3 separate regions of the Mus musculus genome follow, and regions 1 and 2 are each linked to region 3. A link is a contact called in public HiChIP or PLAC-seq and promoter capture Hi-C data. All regions are on one chromosome and are shown on one strand. Each heading gives the region's core, a stretch centred on a gene start, on an enhancer-like site or on the middle of the called end of the contact. The rest is flanking DNA. Distances are from core to core; before and after follow the strand shown. Region 1 holds the start of Gipr (gastric inhibitory polypeptide receptor). Region 2 holds the start of Fosb (FBJ osteosarcoma oncogene B). Region 3 holds the start of Fkrp (fukutin related protein).

Evidence for each region. Promoter capture Hi-C pulls out the DNA fragments that hold promoters and counts their contacts. HiChIP or PLAC-seq counts read pairs in DNA pulled down with a chosen protein or histone mark.
Region 1: an H3K4me3 HiChIP or PLAC-seq map of embryonic forebrain shows a contact between it and region 3, with 5 times the contacts expected there. The contact joins the promoter of Gipr here to the promoter of Fkrp in region 3. A contact is called at or near these places in 4 of 39 promoter capture datasets (cranial neural crest, embryonic stem cells and hippocampal neurons), 2 of 115 datasets of contacts at active chromatin or transcription factors (embryonic forebrain and forebrain) and 1 of 9 other capture datasets (adipose tissue).
Region 2: a contact with region 3 is called in a promoter capture Hi-C map of liver, with 4 times the contacts expected there. The contact joins the promoter of Fosb here to the promoter of Fkrp in region 3. A contact is called at or near these places in 5 of 39 promoter capture datasets (cranial neural crest, hippocampal neurons, liver and 1 more), 2 of 484 Hi-C or Micro-C datasets (B cells and embryonic stem cells) and 2 of 115 datasets of contacts at active chromatin or transcription factors (embryonic forebrain and large pre-B cells).

What each region holds. Positions count from the first base shown.
Region 1 is chr7:19,164,590-19,169,380 of GRCm38.p6, reverse strand. It overlaps Gipr (gastric inhibitory polypeptide receptor), which reads left to right and starts at 3,254. Exons shown (of 14, transcript NM_001080815.1): 1 at 3,254-3,319; 2 at 4,257-4,413; 3 at 4,759-4,791. The coding sequence starts at 4,357.
Region 2 is chr7:19,307,550-19,312,265 of GRCm38.p6, reverse strand. Fosb (FBJ osteosarcoma oncogene B) reads left to right here and starts at 2,221. Exons shown (of 4, transcript NM_008036.2): 1 at 2,221-2,960. The coding sequence starts at 2,835.
Region 3 is chr7:16,814,552-16,819,530 of GRCm38.p6, reverse strand. Fkrp (fukutin related protein) reads left to right here and starts at 2,799. Exons shown (of 3, transcript NM_173430.2): 1 at 2,799-2,831; 2 at 4,405-4,467. It overlaps Strn4 (striatin, calmodulin binding protein 4), which reads right to left and starts at 3,642. Exons shown (of 18, transcript NM_133789.3): 1 at 2,897-3,642. The coding sequence starts at 3,178.

The DNA.
Region 1 (4,791 bases), core at 2,005-4,504, 2.3 Mb before region 3:
AACCTTCCCCAACATTGGGATGACAGGCCTGAGTCTGTTCTAACTCTTCCCTTTCTGTCCCCCATCTATTCCTCTTCCTCCTCCCCCTCCCCTTCCTCTCCCTCCTCCTTCTCATCTTCTTTGTGTGTGTGTGATTTATTTTGTTTTTCTTTTTTTTTTTTAAGTTTTATTTACTTAATTTATGAGTACACGGTTGTTGTCTTCAGAATGTCTCCAAAGAGGGCATCAGATCCCATTACAGATGGTTGTGAGCCACCATGTGGTTGTTGGGAATTGAACTCAGGACCTCTGGAAGAGCAGCCAGTGCTCTTAACTGCTGAGCCATCTCTCCAGCTCCCTTATTTTGTTTTTCGAAACAGAGTTTCTGTGTAGTTCTGGCTGTTCTGGAATTCTCTCTGAAGACCAGGCTGGCCTCGAACTCACAGAGATCCATCTGCCTCTGCCTCTGCCTCTTTAGTGCTGGGATCAAAGGCACTACCATCGCCTGACCTCTCTCTGCTTCTTATCTTTCTGGGTCTCAAGTTCTTTTCCTACCCTCTTACCACCCCAGTCCCATCCCCTTCCTCCCTCTCCAGTCCAGTGACCTTCATGCCCTCTTGAAGCCCGGCAGGATCCAGCCCCAGCTGTCCACGAGGTGCTCTTCAATTTCAGACCCTCTTCAAGCTCCACTTCAGGGACAGATACTTTCCCAGGATCCACAGGACGCCAGGAATGTGGAGCAGAGAGCAGAGAGGTCCCCAGGGGCCAGGCGGTAAGGACCCTCACCCCGCCCCCCCCATTCTCTCTGCTCCCTGCTTCTGATGTGGACCTCAGGCCATTCCCTGCCCTTCCTGGGGCCTCTGGGCCTCAGCTTGTCCTCTGCAAAATGGGCAGGCTTGCCTCTGGCCCACTTATCACACAGGTCCCATGGGAGCAAGCAAGCAGCTTGAACTGGCTATGTGTATTGAGCAGGAGACACTGCTGGGCTCCAAATTTCCCCATCCTACATTCCACGGGCAGATGTTCCCTATATCTGGGGTGATGGAAGATCCTGAAAGTAGAGGTTGTAAAGATGTGGGTGATATATAGGTTCCTGTAACTATGGGACCATTTCAAGACTGGATGTTAATGTGTGACAGTAGGGTTCACAATGTGTGGACATGTGACCGTGTGACTGGCTGTGGGGCCGGGAAGGGTCATACTTAAGATGAGAGTGGTGGCCCCCAAATGTAAGTTAAACTTCTGGGAAGTGAGGCAAGAGACTCCCCCAAGTGAGCTGCTGCTGGGGGTGTGGCTCAGTGGTAGAGCCCCTGCCTAGAATCCCCCAGTGAGGGGCTGGGAGCACAGTGAACCGTTAGAGTGCTTGCCTACCATGCACAAGAACCAGGGTTTCATTCCAGCATCAAAACAGGATGATGAGTTCAAAGCTAGCTTGGGACAAATGGAGACATTAGCCGACAAGGTAGTTCAGTGGTTAAAGGTGACCGCCATCAAGTCTGAAGACCTAAATTCCATCCCTGGAATCCCTCTAGAAAGTCTGTGGCTTGTGAGTGTAGATGGAACAATGGTATGGTTGTCTGCTCATACAAAACTGGGTGTGACAATGAGAGAATGGGCATCTTGGTGTTCCCTGAGGAGTTTATGCTGTTACACACAGTATAGTCTCTGGGGGATTGTGATGTATGTCACAAGGGACAGTGTTTTCAGATGTGGCCACTCAGCACAGTGTGTGTGTGTGCGTGTGTGTTTCAGCTTGGGTTGTGAGAGGATTGAATGGGTGTGTGCATCACCACACAGCCAGGCACATTTATGTCCTGGACACTCATTGCTTGAGGCTCTGCTCTGGATGTCCAGTCCTCCTGAGGGACACAGACCAGTTGCGGCTATCGAGTGATTGATAGTGCTGCTGCCAAATGTGGAGCCAGATGTGGTCATTGCATGAGCCTGTGCCATTGAAATCTGAATCTCAGTACTTGAAAAGCTGAGGCAGGAGATCCAAGGTTGGAGATCACCTCGGTTATAGAATGAGACTCTGTTTTCTTAAAACACACACACACACACACACACACACACACCAAAACCACAAACGAAACAGGACTGGAGAAATGGCAGTTAAGAACACTTCAGGAGGATCCAGAATTCAGTTCTCAGCACCCATGGGGAGACTCACAACCATGGGTAACTCCAGTTCTAGGGGATCCAGTGCCCTCTACTGGCCTCCTCAGGCACTGCATGAATATGGTACACATGCCTCCATGCATGCACATAAAATTAAAACAAAGAAAGACAAATCAGGGATTGGAGCAATGGTTCACTTGGTAAAGTCCTTGTTATGCATGCAGCAAGATAAATTAAGCTGGGTAGTGTATGCTTGTAATCCCAGTACCAGGGAGTCGGAGGCAGGCAGATCTCTGCATTCAAGGGCAGCCAGGTTTATGTAATGAGTTCAAGGACAGCCAGGGCTACACAGAGAAATCTTGTCTTGAAAGACCAAATCAAAGGAAGTAGACAACACTTAAGAATCACATCAGAGGGGCTGGAGAGATGGCTCAGTGGGTAAGAGCATCCGACTGCCCTTTCGAAGGTCCGAAGTTCAAATCCCAGCAACCACATGGTGGCTCACAACCATCCGTAACAAGATCTGACTCCCTCTTCTGGAGTGTCTGAAGACAGCTACAGTGTACTTACATATAATAATAAAAAAAATTTTAAAAAAAGAATCACATCAGAGGTTGTCCTCTGGTCCTTCACGCATACACATGTACACGTACACACATATACAATGACATACATATACACCAAACAATGACAACAGAAAGGCAGTGGTAATTAAGATTATAGGCTGTGTTTACACATATGTGAAGTGTCCACGTCCCAGGGCACACAGCCGCTTGTCCCTGCAAGTGATTGGGAAGCTGTGGGTGAAAGACTGGCTCTCTCAGCATAGTCCTAGTTGTAGAGCTATGAATGAACTTGTTACTCACGGAGTCTCACTCTGTGAGTCTCTGTCGCTCTCCTGCTCAGCATTTGGGATCCTGTGTGAGGCAGCGTGAGAGGCTGTGTAAGTGGCTGGCTGGCATAGTGTGTTCTGTGGCCTGGGGGAGGGGGGAACCATAACTGTGTGACTGTTCCCTCTACGTGACACAATGGCTGTGATAAACGTGCCTGCTCCACGGTTCCCACTCTTCCCCAGAGCTCCCCCTCCTGTTCTCTGGTCCGCCCTGGCCCCGCCCCCTCCCAACACCCCAGGCTGCCAGCGCCTGTCACCTCTTCCAGAGCTCTCTGGCAGGCGAGGCAGGGCAGCTGTGTCAGTGGAGATTGCGAACAGGACTCCGTGCAGGTAAGGGGTCTCCATCAAGCCCTTGCCCTGGGCCCATCTCTCCCTTGACTGTCCCCCTATCTCAATCTTTGTCTCTTTCTGCCTCTCTGACCTGTCATCTCTTCACCTCTTTTAATCTCTAAATGGGCTTTTTCTACTCTTTCCCCTTCTCTGTCTCTTCCCTAGTCACTTCCTCTGTCTCTGAGCCACAGTTTTGTCTTTATCTCCTTTTTTGCCCTTTAGGCTCTGATCTCTCGCTTGTGTCTCATTGTCCCCAAGTCTTTCTGTTCTTATACCTTATAACTGAGTCCGTGATTTTTTGTTTGTTTGTTTTGGTTTTTTGGTTTTTGGTGTTTTTGTTTGTTTGTTTGTCTTATATTTTTTCTTTTCTGTAGCTCTGAGATTCCCTTTTGAAACTCTGCATTCACATTGTCTGGGCGGGGGTGATAGTTGGGTTAGAAGGATTTTCAGAGCATCTAACGTCCAAAAGTCAGAAACCCAGGGTCTAATATCTCTCTGTTCCCTAAATATTTAGATGCTGGGAGAGCGCTGTCCCTCTGACTTCTTGAAGCCAGGGAAGTTTTAGAAGATTGGGCTTTTATCTTCTATATAAATTGATGCGAACTCAAATGATCGGTTCAAATTCCCTTCAGGGCTTGACTGACAGTTTCTAGTCTCTCCTCTCTAAGGAGGTCTCAGGTTCCCAAGAGTCCCTCCGGTCTAGCCTCTCGGTGACACTGACGCTTCTGCCTGTCACAGCTCTAGGGCAACAGGCCCCTCAGCAAACACCCCTCCCTTCCACCTTGGCTGCCTCAGCAACACTTAGGAGGACCTGGGAATCGCTTAGCTGATCCCAGCCTCACTTATCTACTGGAGGCCGCGCCTAGTCCTGCTCCGCCCCAAATCCTCACGTGCGGAAATGGGGGGCGTGGCCTCAGACGCCATGTGCTTCTGGCAGGTGAGCACTGACTTGGACTGAAGCCCAAGAGTTGGTTCTGCCTTGGGACCCTCCAGCCCAACTGCCTCCGAGTGGCCAGAGTTTCCATCACCTTTCAAGGATGCCCCTGCGGTTGCTGCTTCTGCTGCTGTGGTTGTGGGGACTCCAGTGGGCGGAGGTGAGGACCTCGAGAGATAATAGGCGCTCTGGGGTGGTTTTAAGCCTTTCCCTACATTAGGGAGAGTTTTAAGGCTGCTCGCCCCCCTCCCTGTATAAACTGGTAGTTTCTCTTCACACAGTTTCCCTCACAAGTCCTCCAGGTGGGGACAAGCTACCCCTTCCTTTGGGCGATTTTCTAGGCACCCCAATTCCATCTAAGAGGTTTCTGAGCCACCCAGAACTCCTGCGTAAAAAAATGGACAGCTCCTCCATATCTCTAAGGGTTCTTCTGGCCTTTCCCAGCTGAGCTTGCTGCCTGGGAGGAGGTTACCCTGCGGGGCTCCTCCCTTCTTTCTTCTCTTAGACAGACTCTGAGGGGCAGACCACCACGGGGGAG
Region 2 (4,716 bases), core at 972-3,471, 2.5 Mb before region 3:
AGGCTCTGCAGGGTGCTCCAGGCTCCCAGCTTTGTAAGCTGTCACTCATGCTGGGGCGGGCTTGGGTGACGCAGCTGTCTTTGAGTGACTTCTCCCGTAAGTCACCCCTCACCCATGCACACTCCTGTAAGTAACTCTAATAGAAAATTCATCGGTTCAGCAAATTGGACTTTGGTCTCTTCTGAGCTGGCTCCCTGTCTAGGGTGAATGGACATGTGTGTGTGGCATCTCCCCTGGAAAAGTTTTCTTTCCCTAGGCTTGGCCTGGGGTCTCCCAGGCTTTTTGCAGTTGCTGGTGGCATCCTTCTTAGTGGGTACTTAAGAATCAGGACCCTGGCCAGCGATGCAGCAGCCGTTGGCAGAGGGCTCCCCTAGCATGCAGGAGGCCCCTGGATTACATCCCCAGTAATAAACCAGGCCTGGCGACAATATAGAGGTGAGAGCAAGATGTTCATTGTCATCCTTGGGTACATAGTAAATTCTAGTCTTTGTTTTAAAAACAAACAAACAAACAAACAAGCAGGACATAAGATCAGATATGCCTGGCATGGTGGAAGGTGCCTTTAACTCCAACACTCAAGAGGTAGAGGTCATCCTGGCCTACAGAATGAATTCCAGGCCAAAGGTGGTACATAATGAGACCCCATCTCAAAAACAGACAGAGAAAGGAGGAGGGCAAAGGGTAGAAAGAGGAGGGGATGTTCACAATAGGGGGAGGGGATGTTCACAATACGTGTATATATATTCTTTCCTTCTGGATGTGGATAGAACCCAGGACTTCACACATGCTAGACATTCATTCCACTTTAAGCTACATTCCCGCCCTCACATCCCCTTTTGTTTAAATCATTAATATTGATATTATTATTATTATTATTATTATTACTACATATGAGTACTGGTTGTTTTCTGTCTTTGCATGCATGTGGAGATCAGAGAACAATTTTTAGGAGTCATTTTTCTTCTTCCACCGTGAGTCCCAGGGATGGGACTCAGGTTGTCAGGTATGTGTAGCAAGCTCCTTTACCTGTGAACCATCTTGCTGGGGCTGATACCTGCTGATTGCTAAACACATGCCACCGATTATATTAATGCACTAGTATTTTATTTATTTATTTTTCGAGACAGGGTTTCTCTGTGTAGCCCTGGCTGTCCTGGAACTCACTCTGTAGAACAAGCTGGTTTCGAACTCACAGAGATCTCCCTGCTTCTGCTGGGATTAAAGATGTGTGCTGCTGCCGCAGCTGCCACCACCACCAGACACCACCAATTATTATTGTTCAATTATTATTGTATACACACTTTCTTTTCTGTCTCCTGAGCTAAGTGGGAAGGAGAGGCTTCCAACACCATCAAGCCTGAAGAACTCACCGGGTGTGGGTTCCTACCTGCTCCAATTCTGCAGGTCCCCCAGATTCAGGGACCCGGAAAAGCCACCTATCCTTTGCTTAGCTATGAGTACTGAAGTTTTAGATCAGGGAGGGAGCACATTTTCCAAGCTCACCGAGTCACACAGAATCCGTGACAAAGCTAGTGGGGAGGGGACTGCATCCTTACCCATCCCTACACCTGGAGATATCACAGACTCTCCAATTCCTCCTGAGCCTCAGTTTCCCCACCTAGACTGATTATACCCCTCTCGCCAGAATCTGCACTGGGGACCTTGCTCTTTTTCACCAGCAGGGGCGCTGCACCGGTTTGGGGAGGGTGGGGTCCCAGGGGTATAAGCAGACCTGGGATCTGGAGTTGCACCTTCTCCAACCCGGGTCAGCAGGGGCCTTCTGAGGGAGTTTAGGCGCCTGTCAATCTCAGCCTCCGGGACAGCGTGGAACTGCGCAGGCGCGGGCGGGTTCCGCACAGCGCAACAGCGGGCGCGCGCAGGAGCGAGGGATTCCCTCTGACGTAATTGCTAGGATACCAAACAAACACTGGGCCGCGCTGGCCGAGCTCCTTATATGGCTAATTGCGTCACAGGAACTCCGGGGAGGGCGGGGCGGGATCCCCTCCCGCGAAGCCCCTCAGAACGCAGCCTTGGGGACCCCCGAGACCCCCAGGGTCACACTATGGGCAGGTGGCAGGTGCACGAGGCCCTGGAGGGCGCCACAAGGAGCTCAGTCGGCGGGAAGGGAGAGTTTGGGAGGTTTGTGCATGGAGTTGCGGGTGACGCAAGCGCGGGGGCGGGTCCCGGAGGCATAAATTCAGCCCGGCAGCTCCCGGTTTCATTCATAAGACTGGAGCGGCTACGCCGGGGACACGCGGAGCCGGGGCTTGCTGGACTTGACTACTGGTGACTCTTTCTTTTTCTTCTTCTTGGAGGCCGTGAAAAATTTATATATATATATTTATATATATTTTTAAACTGGAGAGAAAGTTTTGTGGGTTTCCTTTTTGCAAGACTCTTTCTAGATCGTTCTTCCGATTCGTCCGGAGGATAGACTTTCTTTCTGTGGGCTTCTGGATCGCGCCCCTCTGCTCTCCCTCATTTCTTGGGACGCTTCGACAGGATTGGAACTGCATCTGAAGCGCACGCTGCACCGCGGCACTGCCCGGCGGGTTTCTGGGCGGGGAGCGATCCCCGCGTCGCCCCCCGTGAAACCGACAGAGCCTGGACTTTCAGGAGGTACAGCGGCGGTCTGAAGGGGATCTGGGATCTTGCAGAGGGAACTTGCATCGAAACTTGGGCAGTTCTCCGAACCGGAGACTAAGCTTCCCCGAGCAGCGCACTTTGGAGACGTGTCCGGTCTACTCCGGACTCGCATCTCATTCCACTCGGCCATAGCCTTGGCTTCCCGGCGACCTCAGCGTGGTCACAGGGGCCCCCCTGTGCCCAGGGAAATGTTTCAAGCTTTTCCCGGAGACTACGACTCCGGCTCCCGGTGTAGCTCATCACCCTCCGCCGAGTCTCAGTACCTGTCTTCGGTGGACTCCTTCGGCAGTCCACCCACCGCCGCCGCCTCCCAGGTAAGTTTTAGATCGTAAAGATTCTACTTTAGTGGTTGGGGGGGGGGGTGTTTCTTTCAGGCTAAAGTGTAGATTGAGCATCCTCTCAAATAGAGACGCGCCAAAACCCAGGATCTGGGATTGCAATAGTTCGGTTTGCACTTTGGTTTTTTGTTGTTTGCAAACTGCAAAGAATGGAGTGATGTTTGCAAAAGGTTATTTGCGCGGAGCGCGGGAAAGGAATGCAGCTGGGCAAACGTTGGCGATGCCCGGTGCAAAGTATATACCCGGTGGTTAGCAGAAGCTGAGAACTTTTAGCCGAAAGCCGGCTCCCTAAGCCGAAGCTAGGCAAGTAGGGGAAGAAAAAGAAACAAAAAATTCCAGAGAAGCTTCCAGGAGCCTCCTCCTCTTCCCTCTTCCTTCAAAACGCGGACTGCAAGTCCGCAGTCACCCTCCACCCAGCAAGAGTTAGGGCCTCGAACCCCGGTCACGCTGCCTCCGCCTCCTGCGCGGAGACGTAACGGGGGACCCGTGCGTAAAGGCTGACGCGCTGGAATCCTCCGTCTGACGCGGGGCACGCACAGCGCGCAGCGCCCCCTCCGCCCGCCCCGCCCCTGACGTCCCGGGCACGTTCTATTTTGGAACGCCGAGGCCACGTTGCTAAGGGAGGGGGCAGCGTGGCTTTGTGATTGGCTGTCGCGGCGCGAGCTTTAGCCAATCAGCGTTCCCTTCCTATTTGTAGAGCGTAGCTCCCTTCCTTGCTTTTTGTGGTTCTTCCCGTGCTGGGGGTCTCCAAGAGGGAGAGCTAGGGGATTCTTGTCGCGATCGGGGGACTCGTTGTCACCCCATGGGTCTGCGAGGACCTTGTGTGGACCTGGTCCTGTTGTCATAAGCTAGAGGCTTTTGGCTGAGTGTTAGCGCCTCTAAGGGGGAACTGAAGGCCTCATCCCTTCTCCAGGCACACATATACGTGCTCCCTGAGCTCTAGACACTCAGTCCTTCCGAGGTGTTCAAACACTAGATGAGCTAGCCTACGGAGAGGCAGCCAGGTGGTCTCTAAAAGGTCTGCCTTCCCTTAGTTCCCAGGGCTCTGATTGGCCAGGGATTCAGCCCTTCCCTCGCCACGCCCCCTAGAGTAGTTAAGCCTCTAGGATTCCACTTGCGGGAAGGGGGGGGGGGGGCGTGATGGACGCTTCTTGGGTTCGGGGACGCAGATCCTATGTCACCCCATCCCCTGCAAGACAGTCTGAGAGATTCTCGCTGTCACTTTTCTCTGCCTATCAGTTCACTGAAACCTGTCAGTCTCACTGGGGAAGAGACAGACACTCGGAAGGGATGCTCTCAACTCTTAGGCCGGTCCCCCAACACCGTTGGAACTGGGATCTCCGCCCCTGCGGGAGCCCTCATGCAGTGGGGGGTGTGTTTGTGTGTGAGTGGAGGAGAGGAAGGCTTGGGCTAAGGCCTCTCCCTCTCCCTCCCTCTGTGGTGGGGGTGGGGTGTTTTGGCTGTATGTGTGTGTGAATGTCTGTGGCTCCATCCCGGGAGGTTTGTCACCAGGTTCTGTCCAGCCTCCTCTCCCACCCACCCCCCCACACCTAAGAGTCACCAACCCGGGGTGTGATTCACCACCCGCTGGAACCGTGCAACCTTTCCCCGAGGAAGAAGGAGGAGGTAGAAGGCAGTTGAACAGAATCTCTCATTAACCACTGCGTCACGGTGTAGTGGAAGGGTGGGTGTTGTGGCTTTTTGCCTGTGACACACACATCCACACCCGCTC
Region 3 (4,979 bases), core at 1,550-4,049:
ACATATGGAATTCCAATACAGCCATAGCTACATAGCAAGATCCCACCTCAAAAATAAGCAAGCAAGCAAGCAAGCAAGCAAGCAAGCAAGCAGATAGATAGATAGATAGATAGATAGAGGTGTGTGGGCCAAGGAGATGATTCAGAGAATAAAGATATCAGCTACCAAGCCTACTATCTGAGTTCCATCTCAAGATCAACATGGTAGAAGGAGAGAATCAACTTCTGCAATTTGTCACCTGATCTCCACAACAGTGCACACCTTTAAACCCAACACTCAGAGGCAAAGGGATCTCTGTGAGTTTAAGGTCAGCTTGTTCGACATAGTGAATGCCAGGATTACAGCGAGAGATCTTATCTTGAAACAAAACAATAAAGTAAAATAAATAAGTAAAAATGTAAAGAGCACAAAAGACGGAGCAATCACCATTTTATAAACACATCCACTTCACTACTCCACGTCACTCTCTCACAGGATAAACACTGCCAGCAAAGCCATATCTTGTGTTGTGTGTATACATACACACCATTCCTCAGGACCCTCCCCTGGAGCTTAGCTCTCTCTCATGTGCATCCTCCCCCTCCACCCCTCTCCTCCCTCTCCCTCTCTTGGTGGGTAGGATGACTACCCAGTGAGCGCCAGAAACCTGCCATACTGGATTACAGTGTGTGCCACCAGACCTGGTTTTCTCATATGGACTCTAGGGGATCAAACTCAAGTCCTCATCCTTCGCAGCACGTACTTTACCAACTGAGCTGCTCTTGAGGCCTCAGAGCCATTTTGGGCAGGGGGAAAGATGGAAATAATCCTGAAAATCCATTGACAAGGGTCAAAATAAATAAGCTATGGTGTGAATACCCAAGAGAATACTACCCAAGCTATCAAAAATAAGTATTCTCTGCTAATGGGGAAAGGGAACTAAATGTATGACTTATGAAGTGTCGAATGTGGTATATTCTAACACATTCAGGACATGTACATACACACACACACACATCCTGATGTCTGACTTAGAATGCAACAAAAGTAGCAAAAGCATGAAGTTGGTGATGCTGGAGCCTTACAGAGCATGCTCTGTGACTCCACAGAAGGTCACTAAGTGAGTGGGAAGACCTCTTCTTAGGAGGCAGCACATACTGTACACTCTGAGTGGAGTCTGGGATACACAGCATGGCTGACACAGTGAAAGCTGTCAACTGTACCCCTGTCAAGCTCTGCTGTGATGGCCTGGGTGACCTGGTGAGGTCTCTAAGCTTCCTTAGAGACTTTTCTCACCTGTGCTCAGTGTCAGACAGGGAAAAGACACAGTCAGCACTGCCACCACTGCTGGGATCCGTAGCATCTCCCTCCCCTGCTTATTAAAAAAGAGAGGAAGGGATACCATTTCCCCTCTCAGAATGCCACAAGAATTAAATGATAGCATGTATAATACTTAATACAGTGTCAGGCACATAATATGCCCTGAATAAATAGCAGCTGCTGTCGTTATTGCTGAGTGAGGTAATGACATTGGCCCTGCCTACATAATGGGGTATTGAGAAGATCTGATGAGATGTATGCTGGGAAAGAGCCTGAGTTAGAGTTGGGCACAGCACGAGGAGCACTTACATAAGGACTTCTCTCTCAGGGATGGGAGCTACATACACAAAATTCAAATGCTCTTGGCATTCATCCCATGGACAAAAACTGAATCAGTCACTTATTTGGGGCTCCATTTCAATCTGACAGGAAAGAGCACATTGGAAACAGAAAGATGGGTTGCCAGAAACCAAGCGCTGACTGTTTTTGTTAATAACATCCCAGCCTAGGAACCATTTGACTCCTGGGGGCCCATCCCTGAAGGCCTTGAAGTGCTCACCTTTCTGATTCCCCACAAGCAGTACCTAGCTCAAGGTCACAGAGCCCAGCCCAACTTCTACTCCACGAGCCATCACCTGGCACATTCTTCTCCACAAACCATCAAGTCCCTTTAGAGGCCCTTACACAATCACTTCCCTCACGGAGTCCCTCCTCGTGCTGTCTTTTCCCCCTACTCATCACCCAAAGGCACCTCCATCCCTCTTCACCGTGTGCAGCATCTCAGACGCTCCTGTCTTCCCACTGAATATACCCAACAAACGCCCTAACAGTTCAGGGGTTTCTACCTAACATCCTCAAATCTTTCATAACGGAACTCTAATTCCTTAAAGCACCCAAAATGTCGCTTCCCACTCTCAAGCTCTCCTGGGGGAGCCCAAAACATGTCCTCTACCCTCTCCGTGGTTCCACCCAAACGATCCCAATGTGTCCCTACATTGTAGCCACACGTGCCCAAAGTGTCCTTCTTGGACAGGAGGCCACACACTTCATCCTGGGACCCCTTCCTATCAAGCTTCCTCCCACCTTTCAATTGCTCCGGGCCAGCCACTCCCCCAAGGTACCCCATGCCAGCTTCCAGTCTTCCTCTCTTCACTCCCTGCACCCAGTGGATGTTAAGAGTGTGTCACCCCACTAGACATCTAGTCCATTCCACCCTGACAGCCAGCATCTGGTTAGGATCCGGAGGCGAGGCGTGGCATATTTATTCGCGCAGACCCCATCCACTTTCTCAGCACTCTGTCCCCCGGGAACCCCGAGTCGCATCGCCCAGACAGGCTCTCTGGGCTTGGGCTCGTCACTCCCACTCGCGGCTCCCGGCAGACTCGGCCCTGCTCAGATCCTCTGACCGGTCCCGGCCCGCGTCCGCCCCGAGGCCCCGAGGACCCCGCCGCCGGCCCGTCGCCGGCCCTGCCCGCCCCCTCCCGGCCGTCCCGGCGGCCATTGCTCCAAGATGGCGGCGGCGGCGGCGGCGGGTGAGGCGAGGCCGGGCCGGGCAGGACTGGGGCGGGGAGCGCGGGAGGGCAGCGGTGGCGCTCACCTGCAGCTCGGCGCGCTCGGCCTCCCAGCGGGCCTTCTCGGCTTCGAAGCGTGCCCACTCGTGTTGGATAAAGTGCAGGATCCCCGGCAGGCTGAGGGGCTCCGGGCCCGCCGTAGGGCCCGGGCTGCCTCCGCCGCCACCTCCTTTTCCTACCGGGCCGGGCCCAGGAGCAGGGCTGGAGGCCGGGGCCGCCGCCGTCGGGTTGGGAGCCGTGCCCGAGCCCAGAGGGCGGCAGGAGGAGGCGGCCGATGCGACCGCGGCGGCCGCTCGCTCCTCCATCATGGAGGCCCCGGGGCCGGCCCGCGCGCCCGCTGTACCTCGCGCGCCTGCGCGGACGCGCAGCTTCACACTTCTACACCCCCGCCTCGTGTGCGCGCGCGCGCGCGCTGGGCGGGCGAGGGGAGCGGGGACAAGCACGGGGCTGGGCGCGAGCCTCGCCCACCCACCCGGGTCGACCCCGGTGGTGCGCGCGGGCGGGGGTGCTGACAGGGAGGGGGAGGGACTGCCTCTACGTAGGCAAAGGACCCAGGGTCCCTCGCAATTGTCTCCTTTGCGGTCGAGAGACCAGACCGGACTTTTTTTTCTGCATTCTCCCCAATGTCAGAGTCCTATCCCCTCCAAATGCAAATACACCCCCATCTCTTTCACTTAGTGAAGAAAAAAAAAACAAAAAACAAAAAAGACGACCTGGGGTGGGGAGTGGGCTCTGACCAGAGGAAGTCGGTTGTCATAATAACCCTATCCAATCTGGAGGCCCCTTCCCAGTTTGCATATGTGGAGTCCCAAACCTCTACTATCATTGCACTAGGAGGAGGTTGCTAAGGTAACCCAAGTCCCTGGTGGTTCTTCTGACCCTATCCTCATCAGTTACTATAGCAACCTCCCCTCACCTAGAGCTCAGGTAGAAAAAAGGCCCAGCCCCAAAGACATTCCTCTAAGAGGAATGCCTCTGTCCCACTCCTCCCCCAGCCAACCCAGTTGCCATTACCATGGTAACCATCTCCCCTTCCCTTATGGAAAGTCCATGGATAAACCAACCAGGTGTTTTTATTTAGAAGACAAGTGCTGCTGTGGGACAGTTGCTATGGTTACAGGGCCTGGACCATTTCCAGGGAGATGAGAAACAGTTAAATCCATGCCCTGGTTACTATAACAGGGCAATCTCCCACAGTCTGATGATCCTAGCAATCAGGTCCTGTAAGATAGGGGATGTTTAGGATTAGCTCCAAAGGATGCATGAGTCTAGAGAAGAGGTTGTCATGGTAACAGTTGCTGTCACTTCTGCCCTTCTGGACACCATCATGGAAGAGGGATAGTTATAGCTTACAATTGATGACTCCTACCCACCACATCACTCCTGAGACGACTGAAGTGGTAACCAGGCTTATGGACTTCAAATAGACAAAAGAGTCTGTGACTTCATTAGCTACTTTCACGGGCGGGTAGAATGAAATTGCACTTTGTTGGGAGGGGCTGGCTCATTTGATGCTTTCTGGTTCCTCCCTCAGCAGGGCAGATGACCCAAGGTGAAACCACTCTTCTTGATCACCCTCAGCCTGAAACCTAGGGAGGTAAGAGTCCCTGGATGTCACAGTAATCACATGGGTAACTGCCCTTTCTATGTCCTTAAAGGCTTTCCTGAATGGGTCTCCTTTTTGTACCTACTGTGATTGAAAAGGCTAAGGCTAATTCCAAGTGATGCATACGCTTAGATTTTTTTCATGTGTTTGTTTATTGTGTGCATGTGCATGTGTGGAAGTCAGAGGCTGAGTTGCCGGAGTTGATTCTTTCCTTGTATTGTTTGGGTTCTGGAGACTAAACTCAGGTCTGCCTTGGTATCAAGAACCTGCTGGGCCATCTTTAAACACTGTTTTGTTGTTGTTGTTGTTGTTGTTGTTGTTGTTTTTCTGACAGTCTCATGTAGCCCAGGCTGGCCTCAAACTCAAGCAGTGGTCAAGGATGACCTTGAATTTTCAATCCTCCTGCCTCCACCTCCCAAGTGCTGGGAATACAAGCATTTAACATCAGACTCAGCGTATATAATGTGTGGGGGAAGAAATGGAAAGCTAGTATGAGCTCAGAT